Linked DNA regions of Mus musculus: all the other regions are linked to region 5. A link is a contact called in public HiChIP or PLAC-seq, capture Hi-C and promoter capture Hi-C data. All regions are on one chromosome and are shown on one strand. The core of a region is the stretch at or near the end of the contact, and the rest is flanking DNA. Distances in the headings are between cores, read along the strand shown. Region 1 has its middle 38 kb from the start of Tnfsf8. Region 2 holds the start of Tnc (tenascin C). Region 3 overlaps 8030451A03Rik (a long non-coding RNA gene). Region 4 holds the start of Orm2 (orosomucoid 2). Region 5 holds the start of Tex48 (testis expressed 48).

Region 1 (2,700 bases), core at 22-2,521, 280 kb after region 5:
CTATAATCTAATTAAACATGACCATTCACTTTCGCTTTAAGACATTTTTTCCCACAGGATTTAATGTCTCAGGTGAACAAGAAGGGAAGTGCTCATGTTTAAGCTGTCACATTTAACTAGAAGTTCATGTACATGAGTTGCCTTCCCTAAAATCTGTCTGCTTTTCCCTATAATAACCCTGTGTCCACCTGTTCACCCACGGTACCCTTCATACCAACTCAAGAAAGCATGCTATAACTTCATGTGGTGTGAATGGGAGAGTGGGTGGGGATTGAACCTAGGGCTTCATTCGTGTAGGCAGATGCCCTACAGTTAAGCCACAACTGTGTGTTTATTAAAGAAATGGTTTGACAGGAGATGGTCTGGGAGAAGATGGCTGAAGAGAAAGCTGAACTCAGATGATGAAGGGTACCAGGCTGAGCACAGTGAGTTCGCCTCTCTTAAAAGTTCACGCGTGTTGTCTCATCGTTGGTGTAGGTGACAGTGTAGTTTGTCTTGGCCAAAATGAGTCAGAAAGAACTTTTTTGTGTGTCTGTGGTATGGAGGCTGTTTTCGAGGAGTCTCATGTGGTGGGATACGATGGTATGAACTGGAGCGCAGAGCGTTGGCGGAGGAACAATTAAGATCACCTAAGGCAGGGTCCGGTATGGAGACTTAGAGAAGCTTCTCAGTCATTGCTGGTTCACCGGGCACAAACAGAGACGCTCACAAAAGACTTGGGGAGCACAGGGGATAAGTAGGGTTTTATTTTTCTATTTGGGGCAATAAGGCAACATCCAATTAAAAATGATTAGCAAACATGTAGTGGAAACTGGGTTTATGGGAAGGATTTTGAAGGAGAGAATGCCAGGAAGAGGTGTAGTTACTTTCTCAAGTTCATGTAGCTGTCAACTGGCAGACCCAGAATCCCAGAAGTCAGGTCTGCATAAGCCCCCATAGTCACTACAAGTATGTACAGACTGTAAAATTTTGTCAGCTTGAGACTCAGAGGTTTGAGGTTTGCTTTGGGGGAAACTCACTAAGGCAAGTGCCTACCCTAGAACGATGGTATAATTACCACAGAGAGCCAATAAGATGTGGGTGAAGACTATTGATGTGCTCATTCACCAGGATCTAGCCTGGGCCAGGTCGTCTTCCTGGCTGAGGCTGACGCCCTTCCTGCTTTCACTTGGATGGTTTCTCCAACAGCGCTGGCTACACTTTCGACAGTTACACTTTCTACCCTGCCCACCGCTATGGTTCAAGCCAGAGAAATCTGTGGCCCAGCAGAAATTCTCAGAACAAAACTGGGGCTCACATCCTGCCTGCTTTTCTCCTCATTCTTGCTCAACAGCTCAGCCTGAGAGAACCACAAAGAAGCAGAGTCTGCATTTTTCTAACGTGCCCTGGACAGGGAAGGGCTCTGCGCTCTGGGCTCAGGCTCTTTTCTGCATGCCCTCCATACTGTTTGGCATAACGTTGGGTTCGTGGCTTAGGCTAGGGGAGGAAGAGGAAGCAGACACCTTGGGAGTGGAGGCGTGGAGTGTGTAGGTTGTGAAACAGTATGTGAGAAGCCTCTAGAACCAGCAAAGAAAGTTTTGTTTCTGGAATTCATAATTCATGGTTTGCACACTCAACATTTCTGTTACTTGAAATTATGATAAAAATCTATGTCATCCTATGGGCTTGCACATGTGTTTTATATGAAAAAGAAATTGCAAGCCTGTTATGGTTTCCTCTTCTTAAGTGTGGTCTAATTTTGTGAAGAACAGTAGCGTGGCAGGACTGAATCATAGGAAATGTGGACATGCCTGTTCTATACCACGATTATAACACCCTGGCAAGGAGTCTTGAGCTCTCGCTGAGAAGAGGGTATTCGTTGATTCTGGGTACTGTTTTCTTTCCTTTCTCAATAGAGTCTCTTTAATTTCATCTGTCAGAAAAAAAAAGCATGAGTCCTATGTTTGAATCTCTCTTCTTTATTTCTTACTGGCTTGTAACTTGGTCTCTTCAAATCCTCATTGTCTCATTTTAAATGTGGATAAGAAGGTTATCTTCATACATGCACATGAACACACACACACACACACACACACACACAGACAGAAAGACAAAAAGAGAGACAAAGACAGGGATCGAGAAAGAGAGGAATGGGAAGGGGAGAGGAAGAGGTAGAAGGAGAGGGAGAAAGATTACACTTAGTAGCTGCTGATGTCATGTTTAATTTTGAACTGTTTTGATAGTTTTCCTTTTTTCCTACTGATAGTTACACACACACACACACACACACACACACACACACACACACACACACTCACACACACACCAGCAACAATTTACTGTACATTGAAAATTCAAGGGAGGAAACTGTAGGTGTTTATGTTTTGGATTTTATTTTTAAACATTACAAAAATGTTCCATTCACAGGATTTTGACATTAAGAATGAGGAAACATTATTTATATCTGAGTCAGTATGAAAACATTACACATATGATTTCAGTTCTATAGTATACACATTTAAAACAAAAGTATATTGGAGAGGTGATAGAGGGAGAAGGGCAGGAGATGATAGGAAGCACAAATATGGATGAGTTATTAAAAACTTGTCAATGCTGAGAGACAAGGGACTTAACATGCCACTATTTACACGTCAATGGCTTTAGTTTTACTTTATGAGTACTCAGGTCAAATTTATCCAAGTATCTTCTCCTTCCTTCCCT
Region 2 (2,700 bases), core at 101-2,600, 420 kb after region 5:
CACCTTTTCTCCTAATGGTGCCAACACACCCCTTGCTTGTAAAACACTACGTGCCAGGCTAGCAGGCTGTCTCAGATTGGGCAAGATAAGAAGGCAGAGGCTTTGGGGGTAAGCAGACACACTGAAAAACTGGGTTAAGAGGCCCCGCTTTTCACGTCCAGGGTGTTGGCAGCTTTGGGCCATGACAGAGATTGCCCAGTTGCTGATTTGATCTTTTTTGTTCCTCATTCGCTCCTCATTATAAGGGGAGCTGCTGTCCCCACTTTAGAGAAGTGGAAACTAAGGTCCATAGAAGTTACATATTTTCCTGACACATTTATGTTGTAGTGGCACTAGTGGGAATGCCCAAGCCACTTCTAGGGTCAAACCCCAACCTCTTATTCCCCCTGTCACAACGATGGCATAGAGGAATCTCTGTGCTCTTTCCAAAGTTCACCAGGGAAGGGAATATGTTACTGGGGTTCTGGGATAAAGTGTCAGGAGGGAGGCCGATTTGGGAGCAATATGGGGTTCAGATGCCTCCAAACCTTCTACACATGCCCCACCTGAGGTCTCTGAATCAGGAGGATGGCACCCTGCTTCAAGAACCCACAGACGTGCCCACCAGTTTCATCTTACAGCCTGTGGGCTTTTCATCCGTGCCCAGAACTCATCTCCTAGCTCTGGTATCCAGCTCTTATCTTTCCCCAGAGTGGACACTGAGGATCAAATGGGACAAGAGGGGAACGAAAACTGTCAAGTGCTGAGACTGTGTAGATGCACGGTTGTGTTCTCCCTACTACGGGTACGTGGTACTCATCCCACCCAAGTGCTGTGAGTGAATGCCACTTTAAAATGCAACTTCTCTAACGCTCCAAAAGGGGAAAATCCACAGGTGAGAATCAACGAGGTAAAAGGGTAAGAGTTAAAGTAAGACATTTCCTCCAAAGAAAGGCAGAGACAAAACTTTACCAAAAGTTCCCTGAGTTCCTCTGACTATTGACAGATCCATACCAAATACATGACCGCAGGAGGGCAAGCACAGAATAATCGGGCCGCATCTGATCACACCGGGCTTGGAAATTAAACAAAAGTTTTATAGTTACAAACCCACATCTTACTGGGTACCGGGAATGCCAGGAGCACACCAGAAAGATCCTGGGTGATGGGATCAACAGACTCACCTTTTCCAGGTCGGGAAAAGCAAAGTCTCTGGGTGCACCAGCTCCGTGAAGAAGTACCTGGGTTAAGCCACAACGAGTTCCCAAGCGCGCGGTCCCTAGCGTCTTCCCAGCCACTGTCTGTGCCCACCAGAGGCTAGGGTGTGTGTCTGCGCGCGGGAGAGACGCGTGACAGTAGGCAGGCTGTGGCCGGAGCAGCCAGCTTTGGCAGGCTTATATAGGGAGCTCCTTCCTCTGTAATGGGACGCCTCGCCTCCAGACATCCTTTCCCACTTTTTTTTTTTTCAGTTGGTGAGTTAAAGGCACAGCCCTCCCAGCGGAACAGGGTTAGCTCATGAAAGACGCACTCACTCCAGGCGCGCCGCCAGCTAACGGACCATTTGCATACAATTTATAGTGAAGAAAAAAAAAAGTAGGAATTTCAGCTCCCTCCGCCCCCGCAGAGTAGTTGTTAGTGAAGTGTGATTTTTGCATTGCTCCACAAATGAGTATTCTAATTGTGAAACAGAAGCCTTGGGAACTGGGATATGAGGGAACTGGATCCTGGCGCTGCTCCTGGACTAGAGCAAGCTGGAAACACGACCTGGGTTCCCTCAGGCTCTGGGCAGCAGCTGCGGGGTGGCACCTCGGAGAAAGCCTGAGGGCTGAACCTGAGTTCCTGGAAAGAGGAGATCGAGGAGAGTTGAGCAAGCCCGGGGCAGTTCAGGTTTCTCTTGGCCAGCTTGGAGATAACCCAAGATTAGTTCTCAGCAGGTGGGAACCATACTGGGAGCTTAGAAAAGTGAGCTTTTCTGAAGCAGGACCCAGCGGTGCCCAGCTGCCTGGAGGAATCTTTATCCAGATCCCAATGTCCCCTCAGGAGTCACTTTTTGACATTGTTTATGCCACATACTAAGTGCTTTCTACTTAGTAGGGTCTACTAAGTAGGGTGTAGTACTTAGCTCAGGGTGTACTCCTGAGCTCTCAGTGTACCTAGGTGCTGAGTGAAGACTTTTTTTTTTTTTTCTTAGAGAAGCACTAATATATTTCAAAAGGTAACACTATTTAGGTTGAAGTCCTCATTTAGCATGTTAAAGTATCCCCAAGGCACCTGGGGCCAAGCTCAGCTCACGGTACTTCTGGGCTTGTTTGGGACAGTGCTTATACCCTGCAATTTAGAGAAGCAGTTTAATGCCATCAAGGAATTGTGCCTGGGAAGCACTTAGAATTCATGGCTCCATGACACATTGGTGACCAGAAACAGTGAGTGATGCTTAAGTAGGAAACTGTCACCCATGACAACAGACACAGCTGCTTTGCTGGACTGTGGAAAATGCATCTCTTTGTTCTGTAATTTAGAAGAGACTTCTGATGTTTTAATTAACAACTATTATCGGAAATTTCAACCATCCACTTACTGATTGATACCATCCTTCAGCCTTTCTCATAACATTTAGTTTCAATCTCCCTGGGAGAATAAAGCAAGACAAAATTAGGCTATCCCTAGGGTGGCACCGATTCCAGGACTCGAAGACTGCCTGCTTAAGTGTTCCCTATCCCC
Region 3 (2,788 bases), core at 181-2,680, 460 kb after region 5:
ATGGTGATATTGCTTGTATCATAAAGCTAAGACTGATCTCCATGGTTCCCTTATTCTTTTTATCATAGGCAGAAATATTGAAAACGAGCAAGCTTTGTTTTAATTGGAAGGACTAAATGCCTATTTTTGGAAACTATTGCTTGTATTGCTACAGTTGAGACAGTGAAGCACAATTAAAATCCTTTTAAAAAAGATTTTCTCCAATAAATCAGTAAGTAATTTATGACTAAGCAAGTCCCATGAAAAATGTTATAGCTGCTGGCGGCTGGGCGTGTACACCCATCTCTCACTCTTCTTGAAGGGATGTAGGCTAGATGTCCCTTCTAAGTCCCTCCAGGTTTTGGAGCTTTTTGATCTTTTTCTGTGCTCCCACCCTTACCCTAGCCCCCAACATGAAAGGAGTGATTTAGTTAGCAGGGAAGTTACTGAGCTGTTTGATTAGCTGTGAAGAAGTCTTTCATGTTTCTAGGGTCGTCAGAGTTGCTATAACCAGCCTATGGATTAGAAATGCAGACTTTGAGACCCAACCCAGGCTTACTGAATAGGACACTCTGGACAGACTCAGCCATCTGAGCATTACCAGTTGGTTCTGGTCTGACTTAAGCTGTATAAGCATTGTCTAGCTGGCCCACCTCTCTTTTCTGAATCAGCTTTAGGAGAAGCTGGGTTCTGATCTGCTTCCTTCCATGTGGTTGGAATAGAGATATAGATTGGAAAGGATACTCTGTTGCAAGGTGTTTTTATACACTAGTTTCAGGTGCAGCACTATAAAGTCATGATTTTACAAAAAAATTTTTTTTCTAATGATACTGACAATTTACTTATTTTTGTTTAAATGTAACTCTAATTTCAACTTTCATAGTATATTCTAACTTTGAGGGTAGAAGGAGAAAGGAATATCATTCATTGGATTCCTTAAAGCCCTAATAGTAGTCACTTATTTTTCTTTATGACGATGCATTTAAGTCCTGAGTGAGCCTGAGAGTAGCCCAAATTCATTCCTGTTAGAACTGGTACCAAGTAAAGACCAGAGAAGGCAGACACACTTATAAAAACGTACCTGGAAAGTTAGCTGGAGATAGCAAGAACCCAGTCATATGTCAGACACAGCCCAGGTGTCTCATCACCAGCTCCAAATTGAAAGAGAAGGAATGCTTTTCTGGATTGGCTTATCTCTGTCTTCATAGCGAGGAATTCCTACCTCATGTTTCATCCTGGGAATCAAGAATGAATCTGTACCAAATTGGTTTCCATGGCCCCCTAGTGAACACGGCATCTCTCAATGTCACATCCTAAATTCCTACCCCAGTTCTTTCATCCAACTTCCTTGACAGGAATTGAAAATGAACTGCAGCTGTTCAGCTTGTCTGTGGTAGGCAGCAAATTCTTAGTCCTCCTGTGAGCTCATCCCAGGGAAAACCTCATAGTGTGACCAGGAAGTGCTCTTGACGGCAATGTAGAGTCCGCCCCCATTTCCTGTGAGTCACTTTTGGTTCCAGTCTGTGGGACAATTATTTCTCCAAATGGAGTTACTTGATTATCCAACAGAGACATGTTCCACGAGGTAACAAACTGACTTTCAGATTTGAATTTTGACTTACCTAATTTTCATCCACATTATGCCTTTTATAATCCCTCATTTCTATTCTGGGTTGCCAAAACACTGTTTATACTTTGCGAAATTTCACAGTGAGTACGGGCTTTGATGGAGGGATCAACCAATTTGCTTCTTTCTTGATTAGCTTTATAGTGACAGCTCATGGCTTTGTTTGTTTGTTTTCTGTTTTTGTATTTTTCTTTGTGAACATGGCAGCTAATGTGCTATGCATGTTGTGTGTGTTGGTTTGACCAACCTTCATGGTCCTATAAAGTAGGTACTATTTCAGTTTCCATTCTTCAGAGACTATGCGCCCCTTCTTTCTTCATTCAACATCTGTATGGTTGGGCTTTAAACCCAGGTCTGGCTCTCTTAGATCCTTTCATACAATGAAATATGCATTGGCTTCCTGGATGTCCCAGCTCTTGGGTAGGAGAGGGCTTACTGGGATAAGGACAGTTCAGATATGCAAAAGGCCTTCACAGAAGCCAAGCAAGGCAAATGTCTAGTTCAAATTCAATGCCAAGGTGAAGAATGGGAGATAGCAGGTGACTTTTGGTGAAATTATTTTAGAAAATTGCCAGTGTTATTCAACTACAAATTATTCTTATGGAGTGTCTTGGGTGTGAAGATATCCAACAGAATGAAATACATGCTAGATCCAGAAGATCTGTGGCTGAAATTCTACATGATGGATGTTTACATTCACCCCCATTTTAAAGCTTAAAATGTACACAAATACAGATCTAATTGAATAGCTACCATATATCTTTGAAAATCAAATATCTCAACAGAGCATATGCCAGAATTTAGGAAGTATGGGCATAATGTAATGAGCCATTTATAGAAAATAAATGTCATTTGCTTTATTGATGTGGCTGAAGGGAATCTTACTTTTATGATCAGAGTGAGGTTTAAGGATGAATGTAAGGAATGACCCATGTCTTAAAGGACAAAGAGGAGTTAGATAATAAAAGAAGATGGTAAAAGTTGATGTTCCAAAACTAAACAACCCATTTTTCTTTTCTTTTTTTTTTTTTTTTTTTGGTTATCACTGCCAATCTGTTTTTCATTTTATTTTATCATTTTATGGTGGGAACTACAAAGGAAACTGGACTCATTTGTCAAGTATGACCCCAATGCCAAAGCCGCCATCTTGATTTCTTTTTCTTTGTCTATTCTTTTATATTT
Region 4 (2,700 bases), core at 136-2,635, 260 kb before region 5:
GTACAGCCCACTCCACGGCAGGGGGCTCTCAGGACCATCTGTGGCCCCTTCCTTTTGCCCTAGGTGATCACTGTCACTAACTTGATTAATATCATTACAATTAGTCTGGAGCCTCTAGAACGCCCTGTAAACAGGCTCATACAACCCCACCTCTGGGCGATCTGCTGGCAATAATGTTGTCGAGCTGCATTTGTATGGTCAAATCTATCAGTCGTTCATTTCTCTCTGTTGCTAAGCAACACCATGCTTGCATGAAATGTCACAACCCATTTCTCATTTTCCTGGTGGTAGGCACTTAAGAGCTTGGGGTTTGTGGCTACTTTGAATAATGCCATTAGAAACATTTATACACATGATACTGGAGGTGATTCATGTCTTGTTTTGTTTTCTTTTCTGTTGGTAGACTAATTTTTAAAGGCAATATGTTGCTCTAATACTTATCAAGAGGGGAAACATAAAATACAAAATGCCACAGGATAAAAGAAGGTTCTCATGAAATTAGAACACAGTAAGTGAATGACAAGTTACTTATCATTAAAACAAAAACCCTGACTACACAGAAACATGAGAAATAGTAGATTACTCAACTGTGAGTGTGTTCTAATATGTTTGGTGCTTTTGATGTTTTGAAAGAGCTCACTGTGATCTCAAACTCCTAGCAATGACTCCGTGCCTCAGCAAGAGTCACCAGGCCTGTCCCTAGCAATACGTTTCGAGAGTGTTCATTATGTAGACAAAGATCAGGCTATATCTATCAAGCAGGAACTAGAACCAGATATTTACTGGATCCTGTGCACAGACCCTGGATTGGGCACACACTATTCTAGACAGATCCTTTCCTGCTGTAAATACTGGGAGCTTTGCTGAACTACATTTTCAACTCAGATTCACCCCTCTTTTTTGGGCATTCGGCTGCCTCTAGGCTGTATAGGGGTCCCCAGGAACATCACACTCCTTTGGAAACTAATCCATCTTTGTCCTTGGCCCTTAACTTGAGCCCCTAAGTGTCTTCTAAGTTCACTATGAACCCTGACCAGGGACCCCTTCATAGCCCCCTTGGAGGGGTGATAAACGAATAGGTCTCACTCCTGCTAGGCAGCTTCATGGGATAAGACAGGTATGGGACCCATGACTGGGATCTAAGTATTATCAGGCTAGCCCAGTATCCACCTTGACCATGAATCAGCCACTCTGGTGTAGGGCAGGAGTCTGTGTCAGGGCCGGCTGGCCGAGGGAGCTGCACAAAGCTGGCTTGAGAGAACATTTTGCGCAAGACATTTCCCAAGTGCTGGGGAGAATGTGCCAGGGCTCTAGAGGCCCTGGCTGCAGTCCCATGCCCTCGCCACATCTATTATAAAAGCCACTGTACCCTCCATCCACCAGTTATCTCTTCCAAGCCCTGGTGCCTCTGAGTGTCCTAAGCATGGCACTGCACATGATTCTTGTCATGGTGAGCCTCCTGCCGCTGTTGGAAGCTCAGAACCCAGAACATGTCAACATCACCATAGGCGACCCTATCACCAATGAGACCCTGAGCTGGGTAAGTGCCTGCCCAGGACTTGGACGTGAGCACTTAAGGAGGCTACTCTTTCCTCTGGGCTTTCCCTTCCCTGATGTCTGTGCTCATCTCTGGGCTCCTGGTACTGCCCTTTCCTCTCCTGGAGACCTGGTGGCACCCCCTGCCTCCAAACCCAGAAGCATCACTCTGAGGTCTCTCAGCAGGGGACAGAGCAGTAGGATGGCTGATTTTTGAGTTGCCCATTTGAGCTTCAGTCTTCCCATGTATGGTTCAGAAGCCATTGCTTGCTTGCCCCACAGCACGGCTGAGTGCAATGTTCATACTACAAGCCCTACTCATCTGTGTGCCTGCTTCTCCCCAGCTCTCTGACAAATGGTTTTTCATTGGTGCGGCTGTCCTAAACCCTGATTACCGGCAGGAAATTCAAAAGACGCAGATGGTATTTTTTAACCTTACCCCCAACTTGATAAATGACACGATGGAGCTTCGAGAGTATCACACCATGTGAGTTCTTGTAACAGCCAGCCCACCCTGGCCCTGGCCTCCACTCCCAGATGCCTAGAGACCTGAGCAAACTGGATCTGCCTGGCCTCCCCACCCACCTTCTGGAATGGGGACAGCTTTCTTGTTTACCTGCCTCTTGCCCACTCCCCACCCCAGTTTAGTCAGATCACCTCTCCATCAGTTGTCCTCTGTCTCTTTGCTTTCTAGAGATGACCACTGTGTCTATAACTCCACTCATCTAGGAATCCAGAGAGAGAATGGGACCCTCTCCAAGTATGGTAAGGGTTGGAACTCACGGCTTTCTGGGAGCGTATTGCAAGGGTACAAGGGGGCAGCAGAACAGGGGAGTTAGGTCTGTGAAGTCACTCTCTGAGGCTTGTAAGTGGACGTAGATTTCAAACTGGAGTCCAGCTGCCAGGACAGACTTGCTTTGACCATTCTTATGATCTTTTGTGAGCTCAGAGGGGAAACCCATGGTTTGGGAAACCAGTGACTTCAGCCAAATCCCCAGGTCACCAGGGACAGCATGGGGGGAGGGCAACTGAATACTGGTGGGCCAGATTAGATACTCTTAGGTTTTAATTGTCCCTAAGCCAATGTTTTAATGTTTAAGGGGAAGTGTTAACTATGCCACACCACCAAGGGCCCTTTCCAAGGCCCCAGCCATTCCATACTTA
Region 5 (2,700 bases), core at 160-2,659:
TAATGAAAGTGCTACTGGCCAATATGATGGAAGAGTTGCACACTGTTGTCATCTCATACTAGAAGGTCCTAGATGCCCAAGTGCCTCTTGTCTCTGGAATCCTAGCAGTTGGTAGGTAGCCTTAGTGCCTCCCCAGACCCTTATGCACTGGCTATAAAGCTCTCTTCTATCTGTGGTGAAAACACAGCTCTCCATTTAACTGGAAACAAACTCCATTTCTGTGCCACATGTCAAACAGGAACCTTTCCTCCAAATAGCTTATGCACATACAAGAAAACACAAGTACTCAAACTCCCTCTCCCTTAAACGTACACTGCATTGTGCCCTTGTCCCTTTTAGCTATAGGCCTTGGAGATCACAGCCACTGGCTGTGCTTCAGGAACTTGGAATGGGGTTCTATGAAGGCTGCTGTGCTCTTCATATCTTTACCTGGAAATCCTGATGATAGGCAGTTGTAAATTGCCTACTCTCCAGAATTGGGAAATCTTTTAGGGAAACCGGCAACTCACAAGAGCATTATCTGGAAAGTAAATATTTTTCTGAGGCAGGGTCTTATGTAGCTCAGGCTGGCCTTGGACTCCATATTGCAAGAATGACCCCAAATTTCTGAACCTCCTACTTCTACCACCCAAGTGCTTGCATTAAAGGTGGAGGCCACCATCCCTAGTTTATGTGGTACTGGGGATGGAGCCTGGGTCTTCATACAGGCCAAGCAAGCCTTCTACCAACAGAGCTACATCCCTAATCCCTTGGGGTATAACTCTTTATGATTATTTCATAGAAAAATAATATATAGCGTCTTAAAACCTCAGCTCTTTGATCTGTAACCTGGAAATCCCAAAGCAAAGCAAAGCAAAGCAAAGCAAAGCAAAGCAAAGCAAAGCAAAGCAAAGCAAAGCAAAGCAAAGTGGCATGTGAAGACTCAGAGCAATGGAAAGTGGCCTGCACAGCTTTCTGGCATGCTGTGAAGCCTCAGAATGTAAGAGATGCTGGTGTTGAAGTGGAGGAGGGCGGAGACTTTCATGCAGTACTATGACCCATCTCTAGATGGGGACAAGAGTCAAAGAAGAGGCTCTTGGTTTGTCCTGTCCTATTTAAGTTTCAGGTCTCCGGAGACTTCAGAACATGCTGACCAGGTGAAGCAAGGTCACTAAGGTGAAGCAGGCAGGATTCTAGAGCTGGAGGAGTCACTTAGGGTCATTCATCACTGTTGTGGGGATGTGGTAGGCAGAGAGAAACTGAGGGTAGAGGCCAAGGAAGGATTGTGTCTGATGCTGGTAGCAAATGAATAGGTCTCCACCAGTGTGGGGACACTGCCATCCCTTTGGTGCAGGGAATGTCACCCCTCCCACCCTTAGGCCTTACCTTTGAGCCCCACTTACTTGTTGCTGGCAGAGAGGAAAGGAGGCTGTGATGTCACAGAGAACGTTAGTGACCCGGCTTTTGGACTAGACCATAAGGCGGGGAGGAAAGAGGCTATTGTGACCTGCTGACCCTTCCTATCATGATCCATCTTTCTGTGTGTGATGCCAAGCTGTCCACCATTGCTGTCCCTCAGAGCAACAGAAATCCAAGTTCTTCTGTCTGTGTGGAATACTTTGAGGGTGTCAGGCCAGAAGGGGGCGCTACAGCACTACACGAGAAAGCATGGGGCAGGGTCTGTCTCCTAATGTATCTGGCTATTAACCTCAGGGAGATGGACTTTATGCCTCAGCTGTCCTTCTGTAAAATAGGAATAATAGTTATGTGTCCTCCATGTATTTCCAGGATGAAATGACATCAGAGTTGTAAGCACTGGGCAGGTGCCTGGATGCTGTAGTAACAACTCCACAGAAGGGGAGTGGTGGCAATGTGTAAAAACAAGTGACATTTCTTCCCAACCCATCTTCCAGAAAAAGAGGAATTGATTCCTGATGGATTCCTAGAAATTTCCTCACCCTATGGGGTGGGCTTTCAGTTCCCCACTTGGAACATCTTGGTGCTATTTGGGGGAGTCACGTTAGGTGAAACCCCTCTATCAGCATTGTCTTTGGATGCATGTAGAGGTCATGGTATAACAGAAGATGGAAACAAATGGAAGTCAGTGCTGGACTTATGTGCTGGTGGGTGATGGGGGTTAAGCAACTTTAAAAGTACCAGTGGCAAGTAGCACTCACTGCTTCTTCATAGGAGCACTGAAGAGTCTCGGGTCTGGCTGCCAATCATCTTCCCTTGTACTGTTGTTGAAACTTGGACTGTCTGGGGTCCATTCCTAAACAAGTCAGAATCTCAGGGACTCTAGACACTGGGTACCAGTATGGTTTCAAAGCTTTCCTGGTGATTTCTTTGTGTAATCAGGATGTATTAAGTTGGGGCTGGTAAGATGGCTCAGTTGATAAAATGCCTGCTGTGCATGCATGAGGATCTGGGTTCAATTCCTAGGACTTATGCAATATGTTGCTATATGTGTAGGCATGCACAAATATATACATACTATATGCTGAGTCTATTCTTTTTTTGCTGTTTGTGTACATATGGTTTTAGGGCTGACCATCTTGCGTTGGATAAACAGTTAAGGGCTCTTCTCTAGGGGAGGCTAATTCTCCCTCAACAGTCATTTGTTGCCTAGAAAAAAACCCTTAGTATTGGAACTTTTTAACCCAAAGTAAGTCGATTTACTTTGAAAAGAATTCTGGGTGTGGTTGTGCATTTTTTAATCCC

What was found. Promoter capture Hi-C pulls out the DNA fragments that hold promoters and counts their contacts. HiChIP or PLAC-seq counts read pairs in DNA pulled down with a chosen protein or histone mark. Capture Hi-C pulls out chosen DNA fragments and counts their contacts.
Region 1: a contact with region 5 is called in a BATF HiChIP or PLAC-seq map of CD8 T cells, with 15 read pairs. The contact joins the enhancer-like site here to the promoter of Tex48 in region 5. A contact is called at or near these places in 7 of 39 promoter capture datasets (the C10 cell line, the HPC-7 cell line, HPC-7-derived erythroid cells and 3 more), 1 of 15 datasets of contacts at CTCF or cohesin (the NIH/3T3 cell line), 2 of 484 Hi-C or Micro-C datasets (LSK cells and nephron progenitors), 4 of 115 datasets of contacts at active chromatin or transcription factors (CD8 T cells, astrocytes, effector CD8 T cells and 1 more) and 3 of 9 other capture datasets (adipose tissue, liver and macrophages).
Region 2: a contact with region 5 is called in a capture Hi-C map of embryonic stem cells, with 2.5 times the contacts expected there. The contact joins the promoter of Tnc here to the promoter of Tex48 in region 5. A contact is called at or near these places in 1 of 39 promoter capture datasets (stem cell-derived epiblast-like cells), 1 of 484 Hi-C or Micro-C datasets (nephron progenitors) and 2 of 9 other capture datasets (embryonic stem cells and liver).
Region 3: a promoter capture Hi-C map of trophoblast stem cells shows a contact between it and region 5, with 2.8 times the contacts expected there. The contact joins the enhancer-like site here to the promoter of Tex48 in region 5. A contact is called at or near these places in 7 of 39 promoter capture datasets (the 3T3-L1 cell line, cranial neural crest, embryonic stem cells and 2 more) and 1 of 484 Hi-C or Micro-C datasets (the 3T3-L1 cell line).
Region 4: a promoter capture Hi-C map of embryonic stem cells shows a contact between it and region 5, with 2.0 times the contacts expected there. The contact joins the promoter of Orm2 here to the promoter of Tex48 in region 5. A contact is called at or near these places in 13 of 39 promoter capture datasets (the 3T3-L1 cell line, the HPC-7 cell line, HPC-7-derived erythroid cells and 6 more), 2 of 15 datasets of contacts at CTCF or cohesin (embryonic stem cells and large pre-B cells), 3 of 484 Hi-C or Micro-C datasets (embryonic stem cells and myocytes), 1 of 115 datasets of contacts at active chromatin or transcription factors (large pre-B cells) and 3 of 9 other capture datasets (adipose tissue, embryonic stem cells and liver).

The regions. Positions count from the first base shown.
Region 1 is chr4:63,897,975-63,900,674 of GRCm38.p6, forward strand. No RefSeq gene overlaps it. Among named protein-coding and RNA genes, the nearest start is that of Tnfsf8, 38 kb to the left of the region's middle. Within about 2 kb of position 1,272, at least 52 of the 459 cell types and tissues checked have an H3K27ac peak or open chromatin away from gene starts, as enhancers often do. A contact at or near this core is called in CD8 T cells, LSK cells and effector CD8 T cells, where this site is marked.
Region 2 is chr4:64,045,586-64,048,285 of GRCm38.p6, forward strand. It overlaps Tnc (tenascin C), which reads right to left and starts at 1,351. Exons shown (of 27, transcript NM_001369211.1): 1 at 1,164-1,351. All of the region lies in intron 4 of 8030451A03Rik (a long non-coding RNA gene), which reads left to right.
Region 3 is chr4:64,082,686-64,085,473 of GRCm38.p6, forward strand. The region is part of intron 5 of 8030451A03Rik (a long non-coding RNA gene); the gene reads left to right. Among named protein-coding and RNA genes, the nearest start is that of Tnc, 37 kb to the left of the region's middle. Within about 2 kb of position 1,431, at least 25 of the 459 cell types and tissues checked have an H3K27ac peak or open chromatin away from gene starts, as enhancers often do. A contact at or near this core is called in trophoblast stem cells, where this site is marked.
Region 4 is chr4:63,361,064-63,363,763 of GRCm38.p6, forward strand. Orm2 (orosomucoid 2) reads left to right here and starts at 1,386. Exons shown (of 6, transcript NM_011016.2): 1 at 1,386-1,540; 2 at 1,881-2,023; 3 at 2,231-2,301. The coding sequence starts at 1,424.
Region 5 is chr4:63,621,024-63,623,723 of GRCm38.p6, forward strand. Tex48 (testis expressed 48) reads right to left here and starts at 1,410. Exons shown (of 5, transcript NM_029324.3): 1 at 1,383-1,410.